Regions from separate parts of the Mus musculus genome. Here all the other regions are linked to region 3. Evidence: chromatin contacts called from public HiChIP or PLAC-seq and promoter capture Hi-C data. All regions are on one chromosome and are shown on one strand. Each heading gives the region's core, a stretch centred on a gene start, on an enhancer-like site or on the middle of the called end of the contact. The rest is flanking DNA. Distances are from core to core; before and after follow the strand shown.

Evidence for each region. Promoter capture Hi-C pulls out the DNA fragments that hold promoters and counts their contacts. HiChIP or PLAC-seq counts read pairs in DNA pulled down with a chosen protein or histone mark.
Region 1: an H3K27ac HiChIP or PLAC-seq map of regulatory T cell precursor shows a contact between it and region 3, with 5 times the contacts expected there. The contact joins the enhancer-like site here to the promoter of Slc9a9 in region 3. A contact is called at or near these places in 1 of 39 promoter capture datasets (stem cell-derived epiblast-like cells), 3 of 115 datasets of contacts at active chromatin or transcription factors (CD8 T cells, memory CD8 T cells and regulatory T cell precursor) and 2 of 9 other capture datasets (adipose tissue and liver).
Region 2: a contact with region 3 is called in a promoter capture Hi-C map of stem cell-derived epiblast-like cells, with 4 times the contacts expected there. The contact joins the enhancer-like site here to the promoter of Slc9a9 in region 3. A contact is called at or near these places in 7 of 39 promoter capture datasets (3T3-L1-derived adipocytes, cranial neural crest, liver and 3 more) and 2 of 9 other capture datasets (adipose tissue and liver).
Region 4: a contact with region 3 is called in a promoter capture Hi-C map of embryonic stem cells, with 2.8 times the contacts expected there. The contact joins the promoter of Paqr9 here to the promoter of Slc9a9 in region 3. A contact is called at or near these places in 1 of 39 promoter capture datasets (embryonic stem cells) and 1 of 9 other capture datasets (embryonic stem cells).

What each region holds. Positions count from the first base shown.
Region 1 is chr9:95,314,921-95,318,203 of GRCm38.p6, forward strand. No RefSeq gene overlaps it. Among named protein-coding and RNA genes, the nearest start is that of Gm32018, 6.0 kb to the left of the region's middle. Within about 2 kb of position 2,026, at least 32 of the 459 cell types and tissues checked have an H3K27ac peak or open chromatin away from gene starts, as enhancers often do. A contact at or near this core is called in CD8 T cells, memory CD8 T cells and regulatory T cell precursor, where this site is marked.
Region 2 is chr9:94,133,043-94,136,274 of GRCm38.p6, forward strand. The region is part of intron 2 of Gm31847 (a long non-coding RNA gene); the gene reads right to left. Among named protein-coding and RNA genes, the nearest start is that of Gm39403, 26 kb to the left of the region's middle. Within about 2 kb of position 1,564, at least 2 of the 459 cell types and tissues checked have an H3K27ac peak or open chromatin away from gene starts, as enhancers often do. A contact at or near this core is called in stem cell-derived epiblast-like cells, where this site is marked.
Region 3 is chr9:94,668,186-94,671,363 of GRCm38.p6, forward strand. It overlaps Slc9a9 (solute carrier family 9 (sodium/hydrogen exchanger), member 9), which reads left to right and starts at 1,707. Exons shown (of 16, transcript NM_177909.5): 1 at 1,707-2,051. The coding sequence starts at 1,877.
Region 4 is chr9:95,558,093-95,561,083 of GRCm38.p6, forward strand. It overlaps Paqr9 (progestin and adipoQ receptor family member IX), which reads left to right and starts at 1,542. Exons shown (of 1, transcript NM_198414.3): 1 at 1,542-2,991. The coding sequence starts at 1,867.

The DNA of each region.
Region 1 (3,283 bases), core at 776-3,275, 650 kb after region 3:
ACCTCCTGCCTGCTAGATCCACAAAGCAGACTCATCAGTTGGACAGAGAATCTCTGGTCCTCTAAGTGACTTTTTCTGAGGTCAGTGGAAGAGAGAGAAGGAAGCGTCTGCTTTGAAGGCCTGGATTCTGATGTCAGCACTGTGACCACCTCTAACTATCTCGTGTTTTTGCTTAAGCCCCATCCCCTCTCTGTTTCTGAGTCCCTCCCTCGTGGGTCAAATGAAGACAACAAGATTAAGTGATGTAACACATCTGACTCAGTTGTTATCAGCACTTAGAACTGAGACTTCAAAGCCCCACTCTTCCCTCCTTCCCTCTGCCCACATCTCAGAAAGTCAGTAAGAAAATCCTGGTTCTCACCCCTGTGGTATTTCAAGTCACACAAACCCTCTACTGTGCAGAAACCTTCACGAGACGTCATACAGTACCCATCAAACATCTCTAGCTTCCTGCTCACACTCTTAAGCCATTTTTTGATCTCCTCAGATCTACTGTGTTTTCTCCAGAAAGTGCCATGAACAAAGCTCTGCATTTCCTAAGGGGTGTGTGTGTATGTGTGTGTGTGTGTGTGTGTGTGTGTGTGTGTGTGTGTGTTTGTGTGTCTGTGTGTCTATGTGTATCTGTGTCTGTGTGTATGTGTGTCACTGTGTGAGAGAGAGAGAGATAATATCCAACTCAAATTCTGAGCCAGTTTTAAGGCAATGGGCTTTCCAGTCACAGCAGATGACCTCAGGCATCTGTGTCCCAGGGCTGTGCCACATAGGAGTGGAGTTTAAGCAGTACGACATGGAAAGCTGCATTTTCTAGAGGCCATAGTTGGAAAGTCAAAAGCAGCCAGGTGGAGTGGTGCACACCTTTAATCCCCACACCCAGGAGGCAGAGGCAGGAGGATCTCTGTGAGTTTGTGGCCAGCCTGGTCTACAGAGCAAGTTTTAGGTCAGTAAAGTGAAACCCTGTCTTACAAAATGACAAAAGAAAGTTTAAAAAAATCAATAGAAGACAAATTCTAACAATATAGTTTGTTTAGCCCAATATGTTCTAGAAATTCTCATTTCTACACTCAGCCATCTTTAAGTAACCATTGTGTGTCTCTGTTTTCCAAGCCAAACATCCAGAATTCGGGGAGCACCGGCAGCCAAACCCATCATGGCCTGAACCAACCTCACTTCAAGTGTTTAAAACACACATGTGCCAGACATGGTCTACCAGAAAAGGTTTGTGCCAGAAGCTCCCAAGGAAAGCATCAAGTTTTAAAACCAGCATTGTCTACGAGAGACTCATGATAGTCAAAAATAGAGGTGACATCCATTAGTAGCTGAATTCTCACTCAGTAAGAATCTAAAAGGTAGCCAGGCATGGTGGCAAATGTCTTTAATACCAGCATTCAGGAGGGAGAGGTAGGCAGATCTCTGTGAGTTGGGGGCCAGGCCAACCCAATCTACAAAGTAAGTTTCAAGACATCCAGGGCTATTACACAGAGAAACCCTATGGAAGTTAGCAGGGAGAGGGGGTAGGGAAGGATGAGATCAAACAGCAATGCTACAGATTCCAGATTCCAGGCCAGGTATGAGCACTGTGAACCTTGGAACTCTTTTGAATATATACATAGCTGTTTCCCTGAAAAGCACGGACCCCAAGAAGACTATAAGGTCAAAAATCAATGTCTTTGGTGTTTGCATCCACTCTTTTCCTCCTCTCCCACCCTCACTGCTTAAGCTCAGACATTCCTTTCTTTAATTACCTCTAGATGGTAGAGCAGTGTGTGGACTGACTGTCTATGCCCCGCCCTATTCATAAGAGCCCCAGGTGGTGGCATTAGGACTGGTCCTCCAGGAGATGAGGAAGCCAAGAGCAGCAGAGCTTGGAGTGAAATCCTTGCTCCTCTCAAAAAAACCACCGAGGCGCTCTTGCTTCTACCACATGACGACAAAGCAAGAAATTATCGGGTGCCTCTCTGAAGAGATCCGCAGCAGAACCCACCTACACCAGTACCCTGATGTCACACATCCTGTCTCCAGAATGCGTTTCTGTGGGTTGTATCCACAGGGGGTATGGCATTTGATTATAGAGCAGCAGTAAGAAGTCTAGACAGGAAGTGTGTGTTGATAGCACTCACTGTATCACGGGAATCCTAGATCTCCTAAAACGGGCATCTAAAATGAGGCATTTCCTGATCACTGGGATGCACTGTGTTCCCCTAACCCTCAATAGCCCTGTGATGAATCATCATTTTATTGCCATAGACAGACACCAACAACAAACCAGATTCAGAGAGGGTAAGCAAGCTGCTCTAGGTCAAACAATATATAAATGGCATGCTCAACATTTTAAGCCCACGTCTGCCCAATTCTGAGCCCCAATCTTGATAATCAAAAGAAGAAGATAAACAAATGGATTATAGCTAACGTCCCAGAAGGGAACTACCTACATATTCCTCATCTTAGTAAACCCAGAGAGTCAAGTTCAAATCTTAACTCTGCAGCTTGGAGAACTCTGATTTGCTCTGACATATTTGTTCAGACAAACAAAGTAAAATAAAGATGAGAATGTTTTCATCACGAATGGATAAGGTAAGATGATTGACTTTAAAAAGTACCTGCTGCTCCCATACATTGTGCTGCTCTCCATTTCTGACACTGGGGGATAGCTATAAGTTAGATGAACATCCAGCTCTCAGGAATACTGACAGTAAACAAGGAAAACTAACAAGGCCACCCCCAGGGATTGGTCAATGTCAAAAACTAGTGAAGACCTGGTATGGTAGAGCACATGTTTAATCCCAGCACTCAGAAGGCAGAGACAGGAGAATTTCTGTAAGTCTGAGGCCCTCAAGAGCTACATAGTGAGACCCTGTATCAAAAACCAATAAGTAAGAACAATAATTAAAGGAGACAGGGCGTGCAAACTGCTCGACCCTAGGCTTAGCACAAAGAGGGGATCGCTGTGAGACATAACATGGGCTTTGTTAACAAATGTCATTGGCTGGAAGCCAATATCCATTTCTTAATTCTCCTTGGAGACTGGGAAATCTACATCAAGGCACTGGCAGATTTTGTTCTGGTGAAAGTCCTCTTGCTGGTTGGAAGGTGGCCATCTCTGTGCTGTCCCCTCTCCAAAGAGGGCTCTGGGAGCTTCTTTTATAAGGATGCTAATTCTGCACACAAAGGCTCCACCCTCATAGCCTGATCACCTCCCCAAACCTCCATCTCCTTCTGCATCGCACGGAAGTTAGGATTTCAACATATGAAATTGGTAAACTCAAACATTCAGACTAAAGCCTTC
Region 2 (3,232 bases), core at 314-2,813, 540 kb before region 3:
GGGGAGCATCTGCTTCAAGTATATTTAGTGTGAGGTGAATTTTCCCTTTCTGTGTCCACATTTTCCTCTCAATCTCTTTGTCCTTGTCTTGATTTCCTTTCTATCCACATGGTGCGACCATGGGTAAGAGTTATGATCTGGGGGAAGCATTCTCTAGCTCTGTGTAAGGCTTGAAGAAATCTATTCACCTGCTGCACTTAGAATGGTCAAGGGTCCTCATTAAGATCTGAACTACCTAACAGTGATGAGGCTTTGACTCTGGCCTTGGTCCTGGCCAGGAATACTCCATAGCTGTGTATCACCTTCATCCCTTTTGTGCTGCTTTCAATCTACCCCAGGTCCACCTTCAATGCCCTTGTCAACTCCATTTACTGTCTAACATTTTTAACTCCCGTTTCCCATTGTTTCTTATCACAATCTCACATTCAGAGGCACTGGGTATACTGTTGATACTCTTTGCCTGTGTCCCTCCTAATATTCAACCCATCAGATGGTACCTTATATTTCTAATTAACAGATAATACATTTAATTTGAATCCCAACAAAACTTAGTATGATTGTCTGTATATTTAGCGATTTTATAAGTGCTAATTAAGTTGAATTAAAACATGCAACATGAGTGGTTCAACAATGTTCATCAATAAGTAAAGACAAAATAAGATAAAAAATGACCTAGTATATTTGTTTTGGTAAGTTTAAATAGGCTCTGTCCTATCCTTTGGTAGAGTTTGATTTTGGTTTATTGTATGTATGTGTTTACTTACATATTTCTTTGCAGGCTTCAAAACCAAGTAGCTACAAGGATAAGAAGCCCCAGGAATGCAAACACTCCAAATAACATAATTACGTGTACATTGCCTTGAGTTAGGAGTGTTTCCATTCCTTAAGCAAGGTGACGTTCCATTGTGAAACAATAGCCTAGAGTTCATTTGGAAAGCACACTTTGGCAAAAGCAAGTCACAAAACTGCAGTAAGAAATGAATGCTATGTGAGCTCACATATGCAAGAGATGGTTTTATTATAATCCACAATGTTGTCTTTATGGAGAACAAGCTAGAAATGTTCCTTTAGCATATAGACTACTGCCTGGTAGAATCCCACATTACAGAAAGAAAAAATAAATAAAAGACTCTTTAAAAAAATTGAAGTGTTTAAATCAAAACTTTCTTTATATCCTATCCTCTTAGTGATTTTCTAGTGCTTTAAAAAAGACACCATGACCACAGCAGCTCTTAAAAGCATTTAATTAGGGGCTTGCTTACAATTTTAGAGCTTTGTTTTCTTATCATCTTGGTGGCCAGCATAGCAAAAGATATGGCAGGCATGGTTTTTGGAGGTATAGTAGAGTTACACCCTAACCCTCAGGGAGAAAGAGTGAAACTAGATCATATATGGGCAATTAAAACCTCAAAGCCCAGTCCTGGTGACACACTTCCTCCAATAAGGTTACACTTCTTAATCCTTTCAAACAGTTATACTCTTTGGTGACAGACCTTGAGCCTATGGGGCCATTCTCATTCAAACCACCACACCTACACAAAGGCAAATTTATCAGTCTTCATTTTATTTGGATGCTAATGTCCTGCTTGGTTTGGCCAATAGCTAGGGCCAGTATTTCTACCTCTCTGCAGACTAGGCAAGTGCCAGGACAGACTGACACTTTAAACATGTGTAGGTTGCCTCCTAATTTTCTCTGCTGACTACCTACTGTTGAAAATATTACTGTCTTACTGCCCAGGGCCTCTCAACTACAATCTAGACATAGCTTATAATCAAGTATCGCTAGCTCAGTGGGAATTGCTGCAATCTGAGTTTCAGGAAAACAATATTTCATCCCTAGAAAAACTCTTCCTTCTGACTGTATATGTAGGAGGCTCCCTATGACCTAGAAAACATTCTGTAGCTCCAAGGCATGCTTGAAGACTAAGAGAAAAACATTGAAATCCAGACATGGGACGTTAGAGAACACCCAAGTCCTGAATGACACTGTTTGGACTGAAGGTAAGAAACAGAACCAGTCAACTTTGAACTTCCTGTGAGATAATAAAGTCACATGGTTTAAGCCACTTCAATCTGTGTGTTCCTTTACATTATGACTAAAGCATTCTGATATAAATAGGATTTTGTTCTCATAGTATATAGCTGTGTATTTGGCATGCTGTGAAGAACTCTCACAGTCTAGGTGACTTAAAGTATACCTTTTTGAAGTTTAGAGGTTGGAAACTGGAGATCAGGAAACCTGGTCATGGTCAAGTTAATTTTGACACCCATCTTCCTAGTTTACAGGTTGCTATATCCTTTCATATTAGAGAACACAGATTTTTTGTCTTTTACTATTTTCATCAGGACATATATCCTATCCTCCCATCTATCCCTAGTCAGCACCATCACACTAACAATTGCAGTTTCAACTAAGGAATGTGAAGAGGGTATAAGTAGTCAGAGTGGGGGAGAATGTGGGGGACTTTTGGGATAACATTGGAAATGTAAATGAAATAAATACCTAATAAAAAGAAAAGAAAAAAAGTATTCAGACTGTAGTAGATCTTGCAATGAGAATAATTTGCCAAAGGTGTTTTCCTAAACCTGTAGCATTCAACATAATCACAGCAGGCTCAGATTTACAATTTTCAATTAACAGGAAGGTTTACTTAAAATAAAATGATGACTTAAGGGACACTTAGAATGAAACCACATGGCTGTCTTTATAAGCTTGGATACGTTCAAAGCTGAAGCTAAAGATAATCTTGTGCAGTTAGACATTAATATTTGGCTAATCCTGGGCCTCTCTAGTGAGTGCTTTGCACTTCACTGAATACTGTTAATAAATATTCCAGAGTAATGCATGTCAATAATGCTGACTGTGTAAAGGCCATATCCACTTTCTCCCAAATCAACAGAAAGACACTGAATTAAAAACCTGCCATTTATTTTATCACAGAAAATAGACACATTTATAATACTAAAGTGAAGTGATATGTGTCACCCAGTTTAAGATTGTTTGCTTTGAGGGCTTACCCAGTTGTATCGTATGCATAGACCTCTTATGTAGTCATTGCTCATGCATGATATTTAGACATTACTGTTCTCATCAGGAGAATATGAAAGCCTTCTGTGTTAACATCTTTATAATCTGGGGCAGAAGTCACTGACATACACCTGTACAAAGCATATAAAGTTGGGATTAAATCCCCCTTTCCCAGATCCATCCCTCCCTTCCAAAAAAGGCCAG
Region 3 (3,178 bases), core at 457-2,956:
TACAGAGTTGAATCAGAGAGTTAGAACCAGTCTTTTGCTTGTAAATGATGTTTTGAGAGTCCTAGCTTTTACAACTGGAAAGGTAGAGAGGCCATGTGTCCTTATGCCTCAAGAAAACAGCTTTCCATTTTAATGTTCCCAGTGAAGCGTCTCTATGGACGAGAAATACTGTCTTTGTTCCAAATCGTCCTAGCCAACTGCTGTTGACAGTGCTGCCATTCTCCATGCTCCAGGCAGCAGGCTTGGGCCAGGCTTCCAGGTGAGGCCTTCCTTTCTCTACCCACAATTCCTTCATCTTCCTACACTGCCTTATTTCAACAGCAAGCTTAAAGCTTTTGAAAAGCTTGTAGAGTCAGGCAAACAATCTCCTGCTCCTTCTCACCCACTTCCTGGGTCTCTTCACAGGAAGAGGGAAAGAGATGTGGTAAGACAATCGAAGAGCAAGTCTGCCTTAAAAGCAGCAAAACCAGGAAGTTCTCTCGTTTTTGAATTTGCATTATCTTGTAAATCTAACGACTCACCTGTGGGTTTTTGAATACGGAAGGTGAGGCTGCTGGCAAATGCTTGCAAGCAATAGCTGACAGGCTTCAAGACAACTCCAGTATTAGTCATCACAGAGATGCGTGCCAAAAGGGACCATGGGTAAAAACATCTGCTGTGCACACAGATGCCCCCTGCTGAGCCAAGCACACAGAGAAAACCAACTCCAGCTCGGAGTTGCATAAGCAAAGAGGCTGAGGCACTGGAGTGCTTGATGCTCTCCCAGAGTGGGAAATTAGCTTTCCGATGGGTAGTTACCTTCCAGTGTCTATGTAGCTCAGGGAGACCTTGAATTCACAGCGATCCTCTTGCCTCAGCTTCCTGAACGCTAGAGTTACAGGTCTGTAAGACCATAATATTATTATGTGTTTGTCTCAAAGCCTTTAGTGTCATATTTTTTTCAGGGTGCCTTACAATACAGAAATGGAATTCTAATTCTATCAGAATAGAAGCCAGACATTAACACTCGTCCATTTTACCATGTGGTGAGATGTGGGGGTCTCCACAGCAGACCTGGCTGCATGGTGACTGATTGGTAAAGACAAGGAAATCTTGATGTTTGCCTAGGAAGCAGAAGAACTGGAGGTACCAGTCTTAAACACCTCCCTCTCCCTTTTCTCCCTCCCTCCCTTCTTCCCTCCATCCTCCACCTTCTCTATCTCTCTTCCTTTTTTTCTTCAACAAATTTAAATAGCACCGTTAAAGGACTGGGGCTAGACTTTTCTTTTTGATTATTTTAGTTGACCGGCAATTATAAAAAGTCAGAGAATCGTGCACTGGATCTGTGCCTCTCAACTTCAGAAATAGTCCTGTGAAATCATACCTGTCAATCCTCCCCTGGGAGGCTGTGGTGGGAGGGGAGAAACCTGAGTAGGTGAAGTTAAGGGTCTGGACTTGCCCTTTTGAATCTGAAAACTATTGATGTGCCGGGTTGAACTGTCTTACTATCAATGTACAATTTGCCAGTTGCATACAGACTAAGAAATCATGCTGGAAACAGGAGGGCCACGAGTCTGGACATCAGCATCTTGCTGGCAGATTTGACCAGTGTGGAAGATCTCTTTCCAGAGTGAATCATTTAAAGACAGAATCTTTTATGATGAAACCACCCTCTGGAGTTTGAAAAGAGACGGGGCTGCTTTAAGAGAGAAACAGGAAGTTGTAACGAGAAGCCGGTCTGAATGCTAAGCCATCTGAATTGCTTGCGAAGTAGCAACAAAGTAGCAGCGTTTATTCTGAAATTCTGTGGGCGCCAGTCTATCCTAGGCAACCCTCATCTAAGGGCTCATCCCTTGTCCAGGGATTTCTCTGAGCATCACAGTCGGTCGAGTGGAGAATGGCTGGGCAGCTTCGGTTTACGTCAGGGAAGGATGAAGATCATTTTCAACACCAGGGAGCAGTGGAGCTACTCGCGTTTAATTTTTTGCTCATCCTTACCATTTTAACAATCTGGTTATTTAAAAATCACCGATTCCGCTTCTTGCATGAGACTGGAGGGGCGATGGTGTATGGTGAGTGTGTAAATGGTGGGGTAGATGTGTAACTTGTTGCCTGGGCGTAGTAATTAGAGACTTGTGCTCAGATGGCAAAGTGCAGAAAGTGAGGGGAACATGCTGATTGAAGTGTCATTAGCTCAGCGAGAGGTGCCGCAGTGTTAGGGATGCTAACCTCTTTCCAGAGGAGCGGCAGAAATTCCGCCTGACCACAGAGCAGCTGTCACAGTGACAGGCTCTGAGGCAGCACAGTATGTGAGTCTGTTGACAGCTGCAGTCCTTTGTCATGCGGGGAGTCATGGAGCGCTAGTCATGGTAGTAGGTTGTGGTGGCAATGCAGTCAGTCAGCGCAGCCTCTTCCACAGGCAGCCAGAGGAGCCAGGCAAAGTTAAGGGAATGGCTTCAGACTGCATGGAGGAAATACCCTTTCAACTATTTTCAAGAAGAAATACTCGTAGAAACAGACCCCACCCTTGTAATGGGAATAATTGTGTCCAAATCCTTTTTCATCCTGTGAACACTATTTTAGCTTCTGATAATAAAAGTGTTAAACCAAGAATTTCCTATTTAACATTTTCCATTGCTTAGCCTGATTTAATATGGTCTTGTTTATAATACTTATTTGTGTTCTCACACCACACACACACTTCTCTCTCTCTCTCTCTCTCTCTCTCTCTCTCTCTCTCTCTCTCTCTCTCTCCCTCTCCCTCTCTCTCCTCTCTCTCTCCCTCTCTCTCTCCCTCTCTCTCCCCCTTTCTCTCTCTCTCATTTTAGACAGGTCTCACTCTATAGACAAGGTTGGCCTCAGACTCACAGTGATCTTCCTGCTTCAACCTCCTGGGTGCTGGAATAATATGTATAAGTAAGAACACCCAATTCTTTAAACTACAGAGGGGAAAAAAGGTTTTAATTTAAGGTTTAACCTCCCAAAGTGATGCTCTTTCTGTGCAAGTTACCATGGCATCCATCATTTTTGGGAAGTTTAATAAAATGTGATTATGGAGTTTGTACAGACTAGCCTGGTTTATCTAGTTTATTAAGATGAGCTACAAGGCACTAGCACTGAGCTGGTACTGAGACAAATTGTCTCACTACCAACTGACTTCATGACCCTTATCCTACCAAGTAAAAGGTAACAGCTTTGA
Region 4 (2,991 bases), core at 292-2,791, 890 kb after region 3:
GTTTAGTGATGAAGGTGGCCCTTTTGATTTTAAAATGAACATAAAATAAAAATTTAAAATTCAATCGAAAGCCTTTTCCTAAGTGGGATGGTCCTTCCTAGCAGTCCGATTCCTCCTAGTGAAGGTTAGTGGGTGTTCTAGTTTCATATATGAAGTCTAACAGCAGACTGCCTGTGTTCACATTCACCACCTGGGTGTACTCAACATGGCCATGGTGCCTCCATTTTCCTTATCTGCAAAATGGGGGAAAGAGTATCTAAGATATTTTAAAGCTGTAAGACATCAAGTGCCTAACACCTCAAAACTGTATGTATATCTTTGTTATACCAAGGTGAAGACTCCGGTCAGATGAAGCCACACCCGGAGTATCACTGAAAGATGGAACACGGTGAACATTTGAGACGTCACTGGGAGACCCCCATCTTGGAAGTCTAGGTTATGATATTTTTCACACCGCTGCTCATCACAAACCTCTGAACTCTTCAAGTCTCCTTTTCTTCGGGCCCCTTGCCTGAAGAAACTCATACTAGACCTGCCAGGTACTTCTAAGGTTAATTATGCATAGGTTTCTCTAAACCATCGATGCTAAGCCTCTAGGAACCCTCTCAACTCTCTTTTCTGGTTTGTTCTAGAAGACGCCTATAGTCTTCCCTCATCTGCTTCCTCCCGAGGCTCCTGCACAGCTCTGCTTGGGAAACCCTTTTTAATACATTCCCCGGCTCCTTAGAGGCGTTCTGAATCCCCAAACCATCATCTGAAACTGTTCCTGAAAATCCGTTGTCGAGCGCTCCTGAGCTCTTCATCGGATTCCTAGTTAAAGAAGCCACAGAGGAGTAAGCTGGGGCTTCCGAGTTGGTGAGTTGAGCTGAAGACCAGCTTGGGAATTGTCCCTTTAGGTCCCTTTAGACACCACAAAGAGAGAGAGGAGGAGGATAGTGACGCACCTGAATAGGTCCGCTAGAGTAAGGAAATAAACTAGGACTTGACGTGGATTGAGTAGGAGGGCAACACTCACACACACACACAGAGGGGGGCACACACACACTCACACACGGATGACAGACAGCAGAACAGAGAGGCAGGCAGCACCAGCTGTCTGACAACCGCCAAGCTCGGATTCGGACACCGTCTCTAAGCGGGTACCGCAGTGCCCTCCCTGACACCTCCGCAGGTTACAGTTAGAGCATCCCTCCGCCCAGCCCGGCTCCCCGCCCCCCACGAACTCGGGTCCCCAGTGTCCTCTAGAACGCCGGCGTGGCTGTCGCACTTCGAACCCCCTCGCCCACCCTTGCCCACCCTCTCGCCCTGGGCGCCGGCGGCCGCGTCTCTGGCCAGCCTCCGGCCCCGCATCAATCATTAACGCGGCGGCCCGAGCGGTCGCAGCCCGAGAAGGGGGGGATGGTAGGAGACGCAAGACAGGGGACACCTCCATCCCCCCGCCGCGGCGCAGACACCCTAACCCCGGGGGCCCCCGCCCTGCGCGGCGCCGCCCTCCCCCGCCAGCGCCTCGCGCACATCCCGCCTCCCGCCGCCCGCCCCGCGCGCACGATGCCCAGTCACCGCCGCGCCGCCGCCGCCGCCACCACCGCCACCACCGCCGCAGTCAGCCGCGCCACCGCCGCCACCGCAGCGCGGCCGGCCGCGGGCTGAGAGACCCGAGCGTGGCGAGGACGCCGCCGGCAAGCCGCGCGCGCAGCAGCAGCCTCCCGCCCGGTGCGCCGAGCCCCCGGAGCAGCCCGCTTCCAAGCCGAGGCCGCGTAGCCAACCTGCGGCCGCGGTCCCGCGCGCGCGCGCGCGCACAAAGGCTCCGACGGCGCCCGGCGCCCGCGGTGGCCTCGCGCGCGCCCTAGCTAAGCCCGGGGCACCATGCCGCGGCGCCTGCAGCAGCGGGGCGCCGGCGTGAAGGGACCGCCGGCCTCGACCTCCCGGCGCTCGCATCCCGCCTCCGCCTCCGCCCCCCGGAGCCCGCCGGCGGCCACGACCAAGCCGCTGCTGCGCTGGGACGAGGTGCCCGATGACTTCGTGGAGTGCTTCATCCTGTCCGGCTACCGGCGGCTGCCGTGCACCGCGCAAGAGTGCCTGGCCTCGGTGCTGAAGCCCACCAATGAGACGCTCAACTTCTGGACGCACTTCATCCCGCTGCTGCTGTTCCTCAGTAAGTTCTGCCGCCTCTTCTTCCTGGGCGGCAGCGATGTGCCCTTCCACCACCCCTGGCTGCTGCCGCTGTGGTGCTATGCGTCGGGGGTGCTGCTGACCTTCGCCATGAGCTGCACGGCGCACGTGTTCAGCTGCCTGTCGCTGCGCCTGCGCGCCGCCTTCTTCTACCTGGACTACGCTTCCATCAGCTACTATGGCTTCGGCAGCACCGTGGCCTACTACTACTACCTGCTGCCCAGCCTGAGCCTGCTGGACGCCAGGGTCATGACGCCGTATGTGCAGCAGCGCCTGGGCTGGCACGTGGACTGCACCCGCCTCATCGCGGTCTACCGCGCGCTCGTGCTGCCCGTGGCCTTCGTGCTGGCTGTGGCCTGCACCGTGGCTTGCTGTAAGAGCCGCACCGACTGGTGCTCCTACCCGTTCGCCCTGCGCACCTTCGTCTTCGTCATGCCGCTCAGCATGGCCTGCCCCATTATGCTAGAGAGCTGGCTCTTCGACCTGCGAGGCGAGAACCCCACACTCTTCGTGCACTTCTACCGCCGCTACTTCTGGCTGGTGGTGGCCGCCTTCTTCAACGTGAGCAAGATCCCTGAGCGCATCCAGCCGGGTCTCTTCGACATCATTGGCCACAGCCATCAGCTCTTCCACATCTTCACTTTCCTCAGCATCTATGACCAGGTGTACTACGTGGAAGAGGGCCTGCGCCAGTTCCTCCAGGCACCCCCTGCCGCGCCCACCTTCTCGGGCACAGTGGGCTACATGCTGCTGCTGGTGGTTTGCCTGGGACTAGTCATCAGGAAGTTCCTGAACAGCACCGAATTCTGCAGTAAAAAG